Linked DNA regions of Mus musculus: all the other regions are linked to region 1. A link is a contact called in public promoter capture Hi-C data. All regions are on one chromosome and are shown on one strand. Each heading gives the region's core, a stretch centred on a gene start, on an enhancer-like site or on the middle of the called end of the contact. The rest is flanking DNA. Distances are from core to core; before and after follow the strand shown.

Region 1 (5,066 bases), core at 810-3,309:
TCATCACTAGAGCTACTCTGTGCATGGGCAAACATTATCCCTCTTTATGGTTTCTTTGCCTCATGACACTTTGGGCAAAACGGATATTCACAGTGTTAACCTAAAGTGGTGATGTAGTATGCAAACTTCTTTCTTCTTTTCCTTTTGACTGAAGTCTCGTGTATCTCAGGCGAGCTTTGAACTATGTAGCCTTGGATGACTTCTGGTCCTCCTGCTTCTACCTCTAAACACTGAGGTTACCACCATGAGCCACTATGACCAGTTTGTGCATCGCTGGTGGCTGGTGATCCAATTCAGGATTCATGGGTGCTAGGCAAGCACTCTACTAACTGAGCTACCTTCCCAGCCACACAATGAAAATGGCACTGATATCAGGACCCTGTGTCAGCTAACGGTGATGTATTTGTAACACGGGGGAAGACGTCCACGGGCCACAGTTAACCAAGAGTTAGTGCTGAAGACTAAGAACACCAGCTACCAAAGAAAACACACACCTCCAAAATATTCCCATTCCCAAGCAAGGTGGAAGGGTAGACCACCACTCCATAGCCCTTAGCTCCCCAGCCCTCCACACCTGGCCTGCCCATCAGTCAACCAAGCCCATAAGACAGGTTTAGGTTTCAATTTCAAGTACAGATTTCAGATTCACCTATTTACAGGTCCCCAAACTACTCAGAATGTCGTTGTTGCTAAACAGTAGGAGTCCTAGGGACTTCTGGGAGGACAAAGGGAATGAGAAAGGAGGCTCAGTTAAATAAATAGCTCTCAAACTGTTCAGACACTTTCATTGGCATCTCAAACTGAAAGTAACTACTACACACTCAAAAAAAAAAAAAAAAGTCTTTGAGCTGGCCTGGTGGTGCATGCCTTTGTCCCAGCATCTGGGAGACATAGGCAGGTAGATTTATGTGAGTTCAAGGTCAGCCAAATCTATAGTGAGGTACTATCTTAAAAAAACAAAAATAAAAACAAAAACAAAAAACCCAAACTTTTTTTTTTAAGGATTTGGGTTTTAATTTAATCACTATTCATTTACAGATGGCCCACAATCAATTTGAAGGGAAATAATTTTTCACAATTAAGTAGGTGTCTCCCCGACACATACACAAAACCCCGGTCACGCACATACAAACTTCGGGTCTAATGTTTGCTTAATATTTCCCTTCAGTGATAAGCTCTCAGGTCTGAGTCACCCACCATACATTTCTCATTAGGACAGGTTTGGCTTGGAAATAAAACTCCCTTTCTGCCAGGCCACTGCCTCAAGCTCCGAAATCTGCGACTGGTTGACTGGGGCCTAGTAAGAAAGGGCCCTGGAGAGCCGGATTCAATTTTCTCGTCTCTATGTGCCACCCTGGTCCTCCAGCCTCTCCCTACCTTCCTTCAGACCTCCTCTCCATCCATCTCCATTTACCTAAGACAGCCCAAACTGTCCCATCCCATTTCCTCTTCAGTCTTTTATTTTTCGAAGGAGCCTTTAAAGCTATTCCCAGAACCTGTTCCCTCGTGCTCTTCTGCAGACCTGGTCCCTCTTCACCATTCAGATCCAAGAACAGGGGACCACCTAACCTCGTGCTCCCCTCCCCCGCAGTTTCCCCTTTCAGAGCTGGCATTCATGGTGTTTTCTTCCTCAAAGTCCGGAGAATGCCTCCCTTCCAGTCTTGGCTAGCAGCTTCCTTAAGCTTCAAGAACCATCAACCCAGTGACCTACCTGCCTGCATCCCTACTCCACACCCAGGGCCTGAATAATCAGTCACCCACCCCGTTTCGGGCCCCACAAGCCCCAGACTTGGGAGTCATCAGATCCCACAAATCCCAGCGGGTCTCAGCCCCCCGAGGAGGGAGCGGCCAAGCAGGGGTGCTCTCAGCTACTCCGGACCCTAGAGCCCCAGCGGTCATCGTGGATCAGGGTGCCGGTGCCCTGCGGGTAAGGGCCGCGGAGTTCCCAGCTCCTTGCACCCGGCGCCTTAGCGCGTGCAGTCCAGGCGCCGCCGCACACAAAGGTGGACCCAGCAGCCCACGCCGCCCCGCGCCACGCAAGCACTCACCGCGCCGCGCCGACTCCCGGGACTCGGGGACGCGGCGGGGCGCAGCCCAATCGCCGCCACTGTTGGTGCCGCCGCCGCCGCGAGGCCCGGCCAGACTGGGGCCGGGGGCGAGAGTGAGGGGCGGGACGGCCAGAGGAAGCTGGGGGCCCGGAAAAGCCGCCCGGGTGCGCCCCAGAGGCTGGATTGGCCCTGCGGCGAGATCCGAGGGTGAAGCCTGAGCCCGCCTGCTGGGCAGGGCCCGGGGTCTGGACCCGCCCCGACCCAGACCCTTGTTGGACCCCGACGGGGGAAGACCCAGTACTCTGAGGAGGAGGAGGAGGTGTTGGGCTACTCGCTGCCCATCCCCCACACGGATCCTAGCACTTCCAAGAGCCGAAGTTTCTTTTTCGGTGAGAGGGGACAGGTGACCGGCCACTGACCACTCCCACCCTCGGAACTGCTGGCTCCAAGCCCCGCTGCAATCCAGCTGTCCCCATTCAGTCCAGAATTTCTCCCCTCGACACCAGGCCAGCACCGCGGCTCGGAAAGGGTTAACTCGACAGCGAAGAATTCCGAGTTGCTGGGAGCTCTCTATAAATACAGTGTCGTGGGCGCCTGAGCCAACCACAGGGCAATTTCCACTGAGATGGTTTTCCTCGTTTTCTTACACCCACAGCAACCGGACTAACGCTGCTCTCAACCCTTTTATCCCAGCCGCATGCCAGCTGCTGGCTAGCCCAGGTTCTGTAGAGAAGAGTAAGCCTGGGTGCCCTCAACCCTGAACCCTTTCTTTGCCATCTATCTATCCCCATCCCCTTTCACTATGTCCTTAAAAAAAAAAAAAAAAAAAAATCTAGCTGCAGGCAGCGACAAGAGGAGGGCAAAGGATGATTAAGTCTGTCTGGAATTTGCCAACATCCCTTCACCTGTGTTTGTATCTGTCCATTACACAGACAGGAAACAGCAACAGCGTAGAGGGCCTTCTGTGGGCTCAAATGAAGGCAGCATGCTTTCCTCTCTGGCCTCCATAGATCTCCCAAGGGTCCCACCAGGTAGAAATTATTTCTGTTTTGCAGATGAAAAAAAAAAATTGAGACTCAAGGAAAGAAGGGACTCCAACCTTGCACTGCTTGCAGACTTAGCAACCAAGTGACAGCAGCTGTCAGAGAGAGCTTAGGAAATAATCGTGAATCCACACGGGTCTCGGCTTCTGCCAGCTACTATTTTAAGCTCTTCACAATTTATCTCTTTTAATCCCCCAAATTCAGTGAAGTGAGTGCTGTTACTCGCATTTTTGCAGATAAGGAGATTCAGACACAGGCTTTATAGTAGCTCACCCGAGGGCACCCAGCTCTTAGGGAGAGGCAGAACTATTCTATGTCCTTGAATTTGTGTGCTGAGATCAAATATAGCTATGTCTATGCTTCTAAATATAAATTTGGCATTAAAAAAAAAAAAAAAACCTGTATACATGGTCCTGCCCTTGAGCCAAGACTCTCATGTAGAGGTCAGAGGATAACCTTGGGTATTAATCCTTGACTTCCATCTTGCCTGAAACAGGATGTCTTTTTTTTTTTTTTTTTTTTTTTTTCTGCTGTGTCTACCAGGCTAGGTGTCCATGAGCTTCCCAACTCAACCGTGATGGGTGGTGAAGGGACACTTTACAATGCAGAGGCTTTTCTTATCCTTGCTCAAGAGCACAGTCCGAGAGGGAAGAAAATAATGAGCATTGGTTCTCAGTTCAAGGAGCTCTGACGCCCCCCAGGAAAGGGAAACAACTTGAACAAAGAGTGCATTATAGTGTGTCTCAAGGACCATTCAGCTGCGATTCAGTCAGTTGGCCACAGATATAGAAAGCTAGGATGACCGTTCTAGCACTCAAGAGTCTCTTAGTTTAGAAGAGGTTGGCTTGGTATTTCTAGCAAGTTCACCGTAGGGACGTTTCCAACAGAGTCCTGTCTGAAGCAGAGGCATTGGCATGAAAGGTGTTCTCCACACTTTCTGTCTGGACAAGGGTCCTCCTATTCTCCTTCTCTGTTTTCTGGACCAGCACTGTGGTGGTTTGAATGAGACTTGCCCCCATAGCTCATATGTTTGGATGCTTGGTCCACAATTATTGAAATTGTTTGAGAAGGATTAGAAAGTATGGGTGTTGTGTCCGGCCAGCAGACCACAACCTGGGTTCTAGCCTGGAAAGGCATTTTGGAAACCTAGAAGAGAAGAGGGGCTAGGTGGCGAGAGAAAGAAATGTAGCCAAGACAGTTATTCTGATCAAAGCTCAAATTTTATTGTTGCGACACTAGTTATGAAGGAAGGGGGAGGGGACCCGATTCCCGCCGAATAATCTCTGGTCCAGTAGAAAGGTGAGCACGTGTGTGGCTCCGCAGGTTCCAGCAGTGGGCGTGGCAGAACGAATGAGCAGGAAGCTCCACCCCTGAGCAAGCTGGTTTCAGGCTGGGGGAGGGGAGACTACAGGGTGGTTGGTTTTTTGAGACAAGGTCTCTTATAGCCCAAGCTGACTTCAAACTTGCTATGTAACCAAAGATGATTGCTAGCTTCTGACCCTCTTACCTTTACCTCCTGCATGCTAGGATTACAGGCATGTGCCACCATCCCCAGTTTTATGCAGAGCTAGATAGCAAACCAAGGCTTTGTACATGCTGAGCAAGCACTCTAGTACTGAGCTATGCCCCAACCCCAAAGCAGCTCATCTTTAGAAAGCAGCTCAGAGACACTGAATGCCTCAGTTGAGAACAAAACTCAAAGTCTATTTGTTTCATCTGCTTCAATAAGGAAAAAAAAGATCAAACCTTGGCTGTATCAGAGCCCAAAACCCTGTTTGAACATTTTTCTAGAGAATCACTGTGACACTTAGCCAACACTGTGGTACTGCCCTCCAAGCTCAGCCTGGAGTTGTTTGCATTTGTAGGCTCCGTGTCCTTAGAGTTTGGACAAGGGCCACCACTCAACCCTGACCACTCATGTAGGGTTCACAGGGCTGCCTTCCAACATCCAATCTATACTGAGGCAAGCAAATGA
Region 2 (5,066 bases), core at 1,611-4,110, 800 kb after region 1:
GCCAGTATCGTAAACCTAGAACATTAAGCAGATTATTATTTATCTTTTAGCTTATGCACTGAGATTTCTTCTCTGTACTGAGTATTCTGCTGGTATCACTCTGCAAATAAAATGGCAAACAAAAGAGACCCCTACAAGAGACAACACTGCATTATAAGACTGTCAACCAGAAGCAACTAATTTGTCTGTTTTCCATGGTGTTTTTCAAAAGACAATATAAAAAAAAAAACCACTAAAATCATTCATTAGTTCAGGACAGGGTTTGAAACCCAACAGTAAAAAGTAAAAAAAAGTAAAAAGTAAAGGACAAGGCTTCATGTTTTTATTAGGGATGTCTCCGAAGTTAAATACAATTACAAACATAGTCCTCAAAAATCAACTACTGTCAAAAAGCTAAAAATAGAATAATCAGTCCTTGCCCAATGGCATATACCTATGATCCCAGCACCTTGGTACTGAGGCAAGAGAACTGTAGTCTGATCCTAGCCTAGGCTATATAAGACGACCCTATCTCAAATCAACAAAACATCCTATGATCCAGCTATCCTCCTACTGAGTACATACCAAAATAAAATACACTCATTCTACCAAAGAGATACTGTGTTCTTCATCTACTGCAGCATTCTTCACAGTATCAAAGTACATAGTCAATGGAGTTGCCCAAGGATGGATAAATAACAAATGGGTAAATAAACTGTGGTATGTGTTAAGGCCTAGGTAAAATATTAAGGTCTAGATGGACTGTTAAAGCCTAGGTAATATGTTAAGGCCTAGGTAACAGATACTTGACTACCCTGCCATTATAAGGAAACTCTCTCCTATCTCTCTGCTGTTGCTAGGAAACTTTCTGATGCCAAGATTGATTACATATTCTGTTATGTTCTGTGCCCTTGAAAACCAGTCACAATAAAAAGTCAATAGGACTGTTTTATATAGTTACCCACAATAAGCTTGGATCTGAACCAACCACCCAACAGTATTTCCTGTACCTGTGTTCAAGTTTTTATGGTATAAGCTGCCCCCGAGATGGACCCCAACATAAGAAAGATACCCGCCCCAATATAAGAAACTATTTGGAATAAAACTTCCATTCTGAGTAGTGGTCGAGTAAAGTTTATGTTCCCAAAACCTCCCTGGGAACTGACATCCTACTTGGCAGAAAGAGACATGTACACAGGTAACTGACATCCTGGTTGGCAAGTTAAGACATGAATATTAGACAAGTCCCATCCTGGTAGAGAAGTTAGGACATGAATATTAGACAAGGCAGGTTTCCTGCCACAGTTGAATACCCCAACCAATGGGAGCAGGGTAAATGCACAACAAAACATGTTCCTAAGGAAATCCTATCCCTAAATCCTGATTGGTGAAATAATTTGGCACAGATGTTTGTGGATTTGGGGCTTAAAAACCCTGTAAGATCTTAACTTGGGGTCATGGTTCAGTTCCCGAATCTGGACCATGGCCCTAGTTGACCAGTCCTGGGGCATCTGCTCAATAAACTATCCCTGTCTGACTGCGATCAGTGTTTGTGTGGTTTGTGAAGAGATTCCTAGACTCCAGGAGTATGCATGTATTATTTAGACATGAAAAAGAATAAGGTGTAATCTGTAGTACTGTGGAAAAATTATGCTAAGTAAAATATGCCTGGCAGAGAAAGCCAAAGCATGTTCTCACTCCTATGTGGAAACTAAAAAAGCTGATCTCAACGGGGTAGCACACACCTTTAATCCCAGGCAGCCTAGTCTACTCTCTAGTTCTAGGTCAGTTGGGGATACACAAATAAACCCTATCTTTACAAAAAGGAACAAACAAAGTTGATTTCATGGAAATAGAGAGTAGAACAAGAGGTCACCAAAAGTTAGGAAAGGGAAAAGATGGAGAGAAACATTCAATAATATTCAATAACAGGAGCCAAATACCAACAGACAGAAGCAAATGCTTATGTGGGGGCTACTGTTTGCAACAGTTTATATGCTGAGATGGAAATGGTAATGACCCTGACTTGACCATCACACACAGTACACTTTGTACCGACGTATCATCACACTGTACCTCATAAACATACAACTATAAGTCAATCCAAAAAAAAGGAGCTAGGAGTGATGACGCACTCCTGTAAATCCCAGAAGTCAGGGGATTAAAGGTGGCTAATCCGTAGCCAACATGAACTACAGGTGCAAATACCATGTACATACAAGACTGTCACAAACAAGCAAGGTCATGAGTGATGCAAAAAGCCAGTTACTTCTGGGTCAGCCTGAATTCACAGAGGCTGTTGTAGAATTAACTAACGATTTAAACCAGCTGAGTTCTGAAACAGGGCTTTTCCGAAATCTAATCGCAGCTGGGAAAACAAGCCAGTCGCAGTGAGAGGGCAGGGGCGCTGAATGGTTCCAGGCTTCATCCAATTAAATTACCAATCTATGGGATATCAAAAACTGCCTAATGAAGGTGCAGTAACCCCCACCTCACGCCCACCCTCAAATCCTAAGAGTAGGAAAAACACCATTTCCAAAAAACCTCTCTTCTCTGCCCAATCCCAAAACAGACGAAGCGCTGCACACAGGTCAGCATTCGCCAAACGCCCAGCCAGGCGGGGAGCTGGACCGCGCCGCCTCCCGGAGGGACTACTTGGCGTACGCCCCGGCCCCGCCACCCCAGCCCCGCTGGCCGCCCCGGCCTGGCCCCGCCTGGCCCGGCCCCGCCACGACGCTCCGCCCTGAGGCCGCCGCTAAGCCTCCGAGAATCTCCCCGCTTACCATCCCAAGCTTCACTTCAGCCATCTTGGCTCCGCCCACCGCTTCGCGACCGGAAGCCGACCGTTTCCCGGGCGACCAGCTGAGCAGGAAGTCAAAGCCAGGGAAGGAAGGAGGAACCTGAGCCCCTAAGGAGTTGTGAGTGGAAGGTCAGGCTGTGAGGTCAGTGAGTTCCAGGGTCTCAGCCACAGATGGATGGCTTAGCTCGGAAGGAATAGGTGAGGGGACTCGCAGCCAGAGCTTAGATAGCTCTGCACCGGGCTGGACGAATTTAGAGTGGAGCGTGTCAGTTAGATAGTAGACAACGAAGTTTATAACTTATGTTTCCAAGAGATTTGGTCTAAGCCTTACATTGGCAACAAAGTTTTTCAATGACATTTTGTGAGGAAAATATGCTTTCATCGCCAGTGGAAACAAATTGGTCAAGCTTCCAATAAGAGCAGCTTAGCCACAACTACCAAAATTAAAAATGCTTATAACCTTAACCCAACTGTTTCAATTATAGGAATTTATTCTATACATATAGACATAAGACATGGCTTTACATACAGAGGTATCCGATGTATCATTGTTTGGAATAACCAACACCCAAAAAAACAACCTAAATACCCAACAGTAGAAATCAAATAAATGATAAGTTCATATTGTGTGGCATCTGAAAAGAGACAACTATTTACATGGTAAGAGAATTGCCAAGGTATTCTATTATCAGATAAGGACAATGTGCAAGAAATGCATACAGTGTCTATGTTAATAAGAAGAAAGCAAAACTAAGAATATTATGTACATAATTCTTTATTAGAAAATATTTCAACTTGGGCGTGATGGTGCATGCCTTTAATCCCAGCACTCGGGAGGCAGAGGCAGGTGGATTTCTGAGTTCGAGGCCAGCCTGGTCTACAAAGTGAGTTCCAGGACAGTCAAGGCTATACAGAGAAACCCTGTCTCAAAAAAGAAAAAAAAGAAAGAAAATATTTCTAGGATATTTAAATACTAAAAGTGGTTCTCTCTAGGGAAGAGAACTGTATAGCAGGCAAGCAAAGAGCAGAGGTAGGCTGTTTAGAACTGTAATTTTACTCTACATGGACATACTTGTTTGTTTGTTTGTTTGTTTGTTTGTTTTCGAGACTGGGTTTCTCTGTGTAGCCCTGGCTGTCCTGGAACTCACACTGTAGACCAGGCTGGCCTCGAACTCAGAAATCCGCCTGCCAATGCCTGCTCTTTGGAAGGCAGAGGCAAATGGATCTTTGTGAGTCTGAGACCAGCCTGATCTACACAAAGTTCCAGGAAGGACAGTCAGGACTATGTAACAAGACCTTTTCTCAAAACGTTTAAAATAAAATAAAATGGATGCCAAAAAATGATAATCTAAGAGAGACTACTTTCCTTAGAAAAAAGAGATGGCACAAGAAATGGAAAACCAGGTAGGTGGAGGCACACACCAGCATTTGAGAGGCTGCAGACAGATCAGACTTTCATAAACAGTATTAGTAACATAGTGAGTTCCAGGTTAGCCTGCCTGGCTTCATAAAATCCTGTCGACAGACAGACAGACAGACATAGATAGATGAAATCCTGTTTCTGGATAGATGGGTGGATGGATGGGTGGACAGACAGAAGTAGAAGAGTAGAAAGAAGAGTCCAAGCACACTGGCTCATACGTGCAATCCAAGCACTCAGGAGGCTGAAAGCAATAGGGCTTCCAGGAATGTGGGCTACCGTGGGCTACATATGGGTTACAGATTAGGCTTGGCCACATGCTAAGACCTTATCTCCAAAACAAACAAGCTGATCACAGTGACACTAGTCTGTAATCCAAGCATTCAGGAGGCAGAGGCAGGAGGATAACCCTCAAAATAGGCCAGCCCGGTCTTGAAGATTTAAAAGAAAAAAAGCAGGTAGAGGTTACCTATGAAAAAGGTAAGGAATTTATGGTATGCTACCATTTGTGGAGTGATGGGTCAGGTAAGAACACCTGTGGCTCTTGTAGAGGACTGGGGTTCAGTTCCCAGCATCCATGTCAGGCACGCAGCTCTCTAGTGCTTGTAACATGGTACCCTTCTGGCTTCTGTGGTGAACATATAAACAGTCCTTCATCTACATGAAGACAATAAATCCTTTAAAAACAAAGAGACAGTGGAAAGATGGCTTAGTGGTTAAGCACCCATGCTCTTGCAGAGGAGCCTGGGCTGTCTCCCAGCGCCACACTAAGGCTGACACTGCCCACAATGGCAGTTTTAGGGATCGTCTTCTGACTACCACAAGCACCAGGCACATGTGTGCAAGAACATAAATGCAAGCAAAACA
Region 3 (5,066 bases), core at 1,909-4,408, 720 kb after region 1:
ATAGCTCTTGGCCAGAGGTGTCAGTTCCTCTCCATTTGGCCACCCCCTGGGACTGCTCAGGACATTGCCACCCCCAGGCAGATGATGAGAGAGACAGGTGTTTATAAGCACAGGGACAAACACTGGCTAAGACATACCACCGTAGGTAACTGTGAAAGCCTGTGGCTATTGAGAGTGGGCTAAGATCAAAGCTATGGAGACGATAAAAGCCAACTTCTGTGTTGTATAGTTCTGCCTTCCTTTTTGATTTTAGACATTAAGGGCTGAGAGATGGCTTTGGGGTAAGAACATTTTGGGGACAAGCATGAAGATCTCAGTTAAGACTCACTCGGGGCAGGGAGAAGGGGGGACACTGGTTTGCTGAGGTGCTTCAATGGGTAAAGTGCAGGTAAGCCAGATGACCTGAGTTCAATCCCAGGGACCCATATGGTGGGAAGAGAGAACCAGTTCCTGCAAGCTGTCCTCTGACCTCTATCTATGTGCTGTGCTGAGCACACACAGCTAACAACTAAATGTAAATTTGAAAAATGTCTTGAAGCCATGCACACCCACCTGATGGGCACTGAGGGAACAGAGACAAGAGGATCACTCGGGCATTCCGGTCAGCAGCCTAGGCAGAAAGGCTTCAAGTTCCAGGTTCATTGAAAGACTCTCAAGAGATTAAGATGGAAAGTCACAGTGGAAGCCACCTGATGCCCACATACATACAACATATGTGCATGCATGAGTGCTCATAGATGCACACTTTAAAAAAAAAGTGTGTGTGGGGGGGTGAAGCTTAAATGAATTTATAATAGTTGTGTCCTCTGCAAAATGTATCCATGAGAGAAATGACAAAAGCAGAGGATTTAAAGTGGGTCATAAAACAAAACAAAACTGCAGAGGGTGACCAAAAAAGGTGATTTTAGGGACATCTATGTGGGTAGAATCCTGGCAAGGTAAAGATTATAAGGAAGCCCAAGATGTTCTGGAAACCCGATCTCCTCTTGCTTGCCCACTGACCTTGAGGAGGCAGAGGCTCCTTGGCTCCGCACAGCTTGTGACAGCCAGCTGCCTGATTGGGACTGACTGTGGCCTTTCCGATCAGATCTTCATAACCTAGCCAAGCCCAACCATTTGCTGCTCCCTAAGGCACCAGACCATTTTCCCAGTTCTCTCACACAGATGGCAATCCGGACAGCTCAGCTCTGGACTCCTTAACTTCAGGAAAGCATCTGCCCTCTGCTGGTGGCTCTATCAGGAAGTTGGCTTGTTCCAGCAGCTCCGGGCCCAATGGAGCCTCTTGAACGGTCTACCACACCTCCAGAATGATTGATGCCACCTCTAGGTAGAGGCAAGAGAAGCCTCATCCAGGGAACAGAGTGTTCCCATGTGTATAATCTATGCCTGTCCCGCAGTGGGTCCTAGTTCTTTGGGAATGAAGGGGATGAGACTGAGTCTTGCTCTGTAGCCCAGGTTGACACTGAACTCATTCTACGGCCCAGGCTGCCCTAGAACTGGAGATCCTCCTACCTTCCTCAACTTGCTGAGTTTTGAAACTACAGGTGTGTGCTACCCCACCTACTTCATTGGCAGTCCTTAGTGAGTACACACAGAGACTGAGATAAAGTCTCTCTCTCTCTCTCTCTCTCTCTCTCTCTCTCTTGCTCTCACTCTCGCTCTCCCCCCCCCCACACCCCGTTCTGTAGGCCATCTGCAGAAGCATGAGAACCTGAGTTCAAGTTCCCATGCCAAAGAAAAAAAAAATTTGGTCCTGCAATTGGGCTGAGACAGGAGGATTGCTGAGGTTTGCTGTCTGCCAACCTAGCTCCAGTTTCAGTAAGAGACTCTATCTCCCGGGGCTAAGGTAGACATTGATAGAGCATGCCCAATGTCCTCTGGCCATCCCATGCAAAATGCATACATGTGCACATACACCTCCTTCCCTACACATGTATATTTATCAGGAGCTTGTATTTTATATGATTTTAAGTTTACCAGTTATTGTAAAGGACATTACAACAGATATAGATGAGGTGGTGGGAGGAGCAACCCTAACTGGGAGGACCATCCTCCAGACATATTCCTGCTCACAAGCTTCTTTGGTGTTTTAAGGGAGGCTCCACTGCAAAGACACGAGTAATTGCATCATTGACCACTGAGAACCAACCATCCGCCTTCAGCCCCTCTCCTCAGCCCAGGAAACGATCCCTCTAATCCTATCTCAGTGTTTCCAGTGACCAGGCCCCACCCTGAAGCTACCAGCCATGCATTAGCATTCAAAAACCAACTAATAATAAAAACAAACAAACAAAAAACCCTTCCAGTTTGGAGAATCTGAGGATTTTAGGAGTCTTTGGCCAGAATATTTACAAAATTTAATAAATATTTCACCATATTTCAGAAATCCTTTACCTCAGAAGGCTGTATAAACCAAAAGAGACAAGAAGATGACTAGAACCCTGCCCAGTATTAATAGCCTGTCTAGTCCATCACGTTTGAATACATCTCCCAGGCAAGGTCACTCAGGGTCAAGGTCTTCTCTTTGATCTTGTCAGCTTCCACAGACAGGAGTGGTGACTGTAAACACATAGCTTCCCCCATTCACACACCTGGTAGGATTGAGCTAAACCACAATGTCCTTGCCGGCCTCTTCTTAAATTAATGTGGCATTGAATTTCAATTCGTCCCTGAGACTGACCTACTGAGCTTCCTTCCCTTCAGAGGCACCCAAACGATGCCTGCCTGTGGGAATCAACACTCAGCATTAGGTTTCCAGAAAGAAAGGAGAGATGGTTTGATTTGAGAGTTGAATTGTCCTTGAGGGTATGAGATTTATTAAGGATATTAATATTGCAGACAACATGACAGAGAGAACACACACACAGAGAGACAGAGAGAAAGACAGAGACAGAGAGAGAGAGAGAGGGAGAGAGAGAGAGCGAGAGAGAGAGAGAGAACCTTCAGTTCTACCAGACAATGTGTTTGTTTCTCTCTTTCAGTTTCTGAGGGAGGGGGAAGATCCCACACCATGAAGCAGCAAGCATGGTTAATAAATAGCCCAAAGGTCACAGCAGCTTGCTTATCAGGACTCCCTCGCAGCAGGTGTGAGGGTAAAGAGGCTGCAGGGGTGTGGCCTGTTTTCTTTGCAGCAGCAGTCTGTGGAAGGCCTGAGGTCCACCTCGGTCTAGCCTGTGAATTGTGCTTGGCAGTGGCACGCAGTGCCTCTCCTTGTTCCACTCCCATCTGGAGAGAGCGAGGGCACACGTCACAGACCAGGTGGCCTAGTTTCACAACAGAGCAGTGGAGTGGCCTTCATTCAAGGTTGTTAACCTCAAGTTTGCCATTTGGAGGAGCAGAGCAGCCCATCTCTCAGGACCCCGGGAATTCCAAAATCAAAGCTACAGGCTCCTCCTCAGGAATTATCCCTGTGTCCAGAACTTAAAGCTGCAACACTCAATCCTGTGACTGTCACTGGAGCTCTTAGGTCTGACTGTAGAGAGGCTCCAAAACCAGGTCCAGCCATACTCCCCAAAAATCAAATGGAAGGATAATAGAAACAGCAAAGGAAGAGCCACGCTGGGAAGACAGGGAAACTAAATGTCCTCAGGCCTGTCTTTGATCCCCGGACGCATGTAGGGAAAGAACTGGAGCAAGGAACAAGTGGGGTGTGTGCAAGGCCAAGAAATCTCAGTCAGACTGAGGTATGCTCTGCCCTTATTTTAGATCTGAGTCTCTGAATCCCTGTGGGCTCTGAGAAAGATGTGTGTGTTTGTGAGTGTGTGTGTGTGGTGTATGGATGGTATGTGTGATGTGTGTGTATGGTGTGTATAGTGTGCATGTGTGCGTGGTGTGTGTGTGTGCTGTTTGTGTGGTATGTGTGTGTGGTGTGTGTGGTATGGTGTATATGTGTGATGTATGTGTATGGTTATGGTGTGTGTATATGTGTGTGGGGTGTGTGTGTGCGTGGTATTGTGGTGTGCTGTTTGTGTGTGGTATGTGTGTGTGTGTTGTGTTGTGTATGTGTGAAGTATGTGTATGGCTATGGTGTGTGTATATGTGTAGGGGTGTGTGATGTGTGTGTGTATGTGTGGTGTGGTATGGTGTGTATGTGTGATGTATGTGTATGGTTATGGTGTGTAATAATGTGTGATGTGTGTGTGTGTGTGTGGTGTGTGTTATGTGTGTGTTCAGGTACGTGTTGGTTTTGTACCTCTGGAGGCAAGAAGAAAACCTTAGCCGTTGTTCCTCAGGCACTGTGGTCCTTGATTTTTGAAATACAGGCTCTCATTACCTGAGCTGAGCTGATTGGCCAATGAAGCCCAGGAAACCCCACTGAGAAGTCTGCCTCCAACTTCTCAGCTCTGGGATTACAATGGGATCAAACTCAGATCCATGCTTGCAACCACTCCACTGACTGAGCTATACCCCCAGCCCAAGGTGTTTTAAAGTGTGAAGGGTAGTCCAGTCCCCTGCGTCGGTGCAGCCCCCTCATGGGGTGTTCTGCCTGCAGATCTCTGCTCCTCAAAGCTTGCTGCCTTCAGCCATGAAAAGCAAGGATTACTAGCTTTACATGAAATTCTTTTATGAAAAGATCACTTTTGATTATGTATATGGGAAGATGTATGGGCATGAGAGTGCAGATGCTTACAGAGGCCAGAAGGGGGCATCTGATCTGGAACTGGGGTTACAGGCAGCCATATGGGTTCTGAAAATCAGACTTGAGTCCCCTGCAAGAGCAGTACTAGCTCTTAACCACTAGGCAATCCTGTCTTTTTGTTTTGTTTTGTTTTGTTTTGTTTTGTTTTGTTTTGTTTTGTTTTGTTTTGTTGGTTCCCCCCACCTCTAAGACTAAGTTTCTCTGTGTAGCCATGGCTGTCCTGGCTGTCCTGGAACTCACTCTCTAGACCAGGCCTTGAACTCAGAGATCTGCCTGCCTCTACCTCCAAGTGTTAAGATTAACAGCATGTGAACCCACCATCTGGGATTTAAATGTATAGTTTATTTTTATTTTATGTTAATTGGTATTTTGCTTCTATGTATATCTGTTGGGTCCCCTAAAACTTGAGTTACAGACAAGAGCTGCC

Evidence for each region. Promoter capture Hi-C pulls out the DNA fragments that hold promoters and counts their contacts. Capture Hi-C pulls out chosen DNA fragments and counts their contacts.
Region 2: a contact with region 1 is called in a promoter capture Hi-C map of adipose tissue. The contact joins the promoter of Bbs4 here to the promoter of Cd276 in region 1. A contact is called at or near these places in 4 of 39 promoter capture datasets (3T3-L1-derived adipocytes, HPC-7-derived erythroid cells and liver), 1 of 115 datasets of contacts at active chromatin or transcription factors (neural tube) and 1 of 9 other capture datasets (adipose tissue).
Region 3: a promoter capture Hi-C map of liver shows a contact between it and region 1, with 5 times the contacts expected there. The contact joins the enhancer-like site here to the promoter of Cd276 in region 1. A contact is called at or near these places in 9 of 39 promoter capture datasets (the 3T3-L1 cell line, the HPC-7 cell line, cranial neural crest and 5 more), 1 of 15 datasets of contacts at CTCF or cohesin (embryonic stem cells), 11 of 484 Hi-C or Micro-C datasets (the Ba/F3 cell line, the HPC-7 cell line, cerebellum and 5 more), 9 of 115 datasets of contacts at active chromatin or transcription factors (the NIH/3T3 cell line, craniofacial prominence, embryonic stem cells and 3 more) and 1 of 9 other capture datasets (embryonic stem cells).

Annotation. Positions count from the first base shown.
Region 1 is chr9:58,552,974-58,558,039 of GRCm38.p6, forward strand. Cd276 (CD276 antigen) reads right to left here and starts at 2,060. Exons shown (of 8, transcript NM_133983.4): 1 at 2,049-2,060.
Region 2 is chr9:59,350,648-59,355,713 of GRCm38.p6, forward strand. Bbs4 (Bardet-Biedl syndrome 4 (human)) reads right to left here and starts at 2,861. Exons shown (of 16, transcript NM_175325.3): 1 at 2,763-2,861. The coding sequence starts at 2,786.
Region 3 is chr9:59,268,738-59,273,803 of GRCm38.p6, forward strand. No RefSeq gene overlaps it. Among named protein-coding and RNA genes, the nearest start is that of Gm39345, 11 kb to the left of the region's middle. Within about 2 kb of position 3,159, at least 73 of the 459 cell types and tissues checked have an H3K27ac peak or open chromatin away from gene starts, as enhancers often do. A contact at or near this core is called in liver and pancreatic cancer cells, where this site is marked.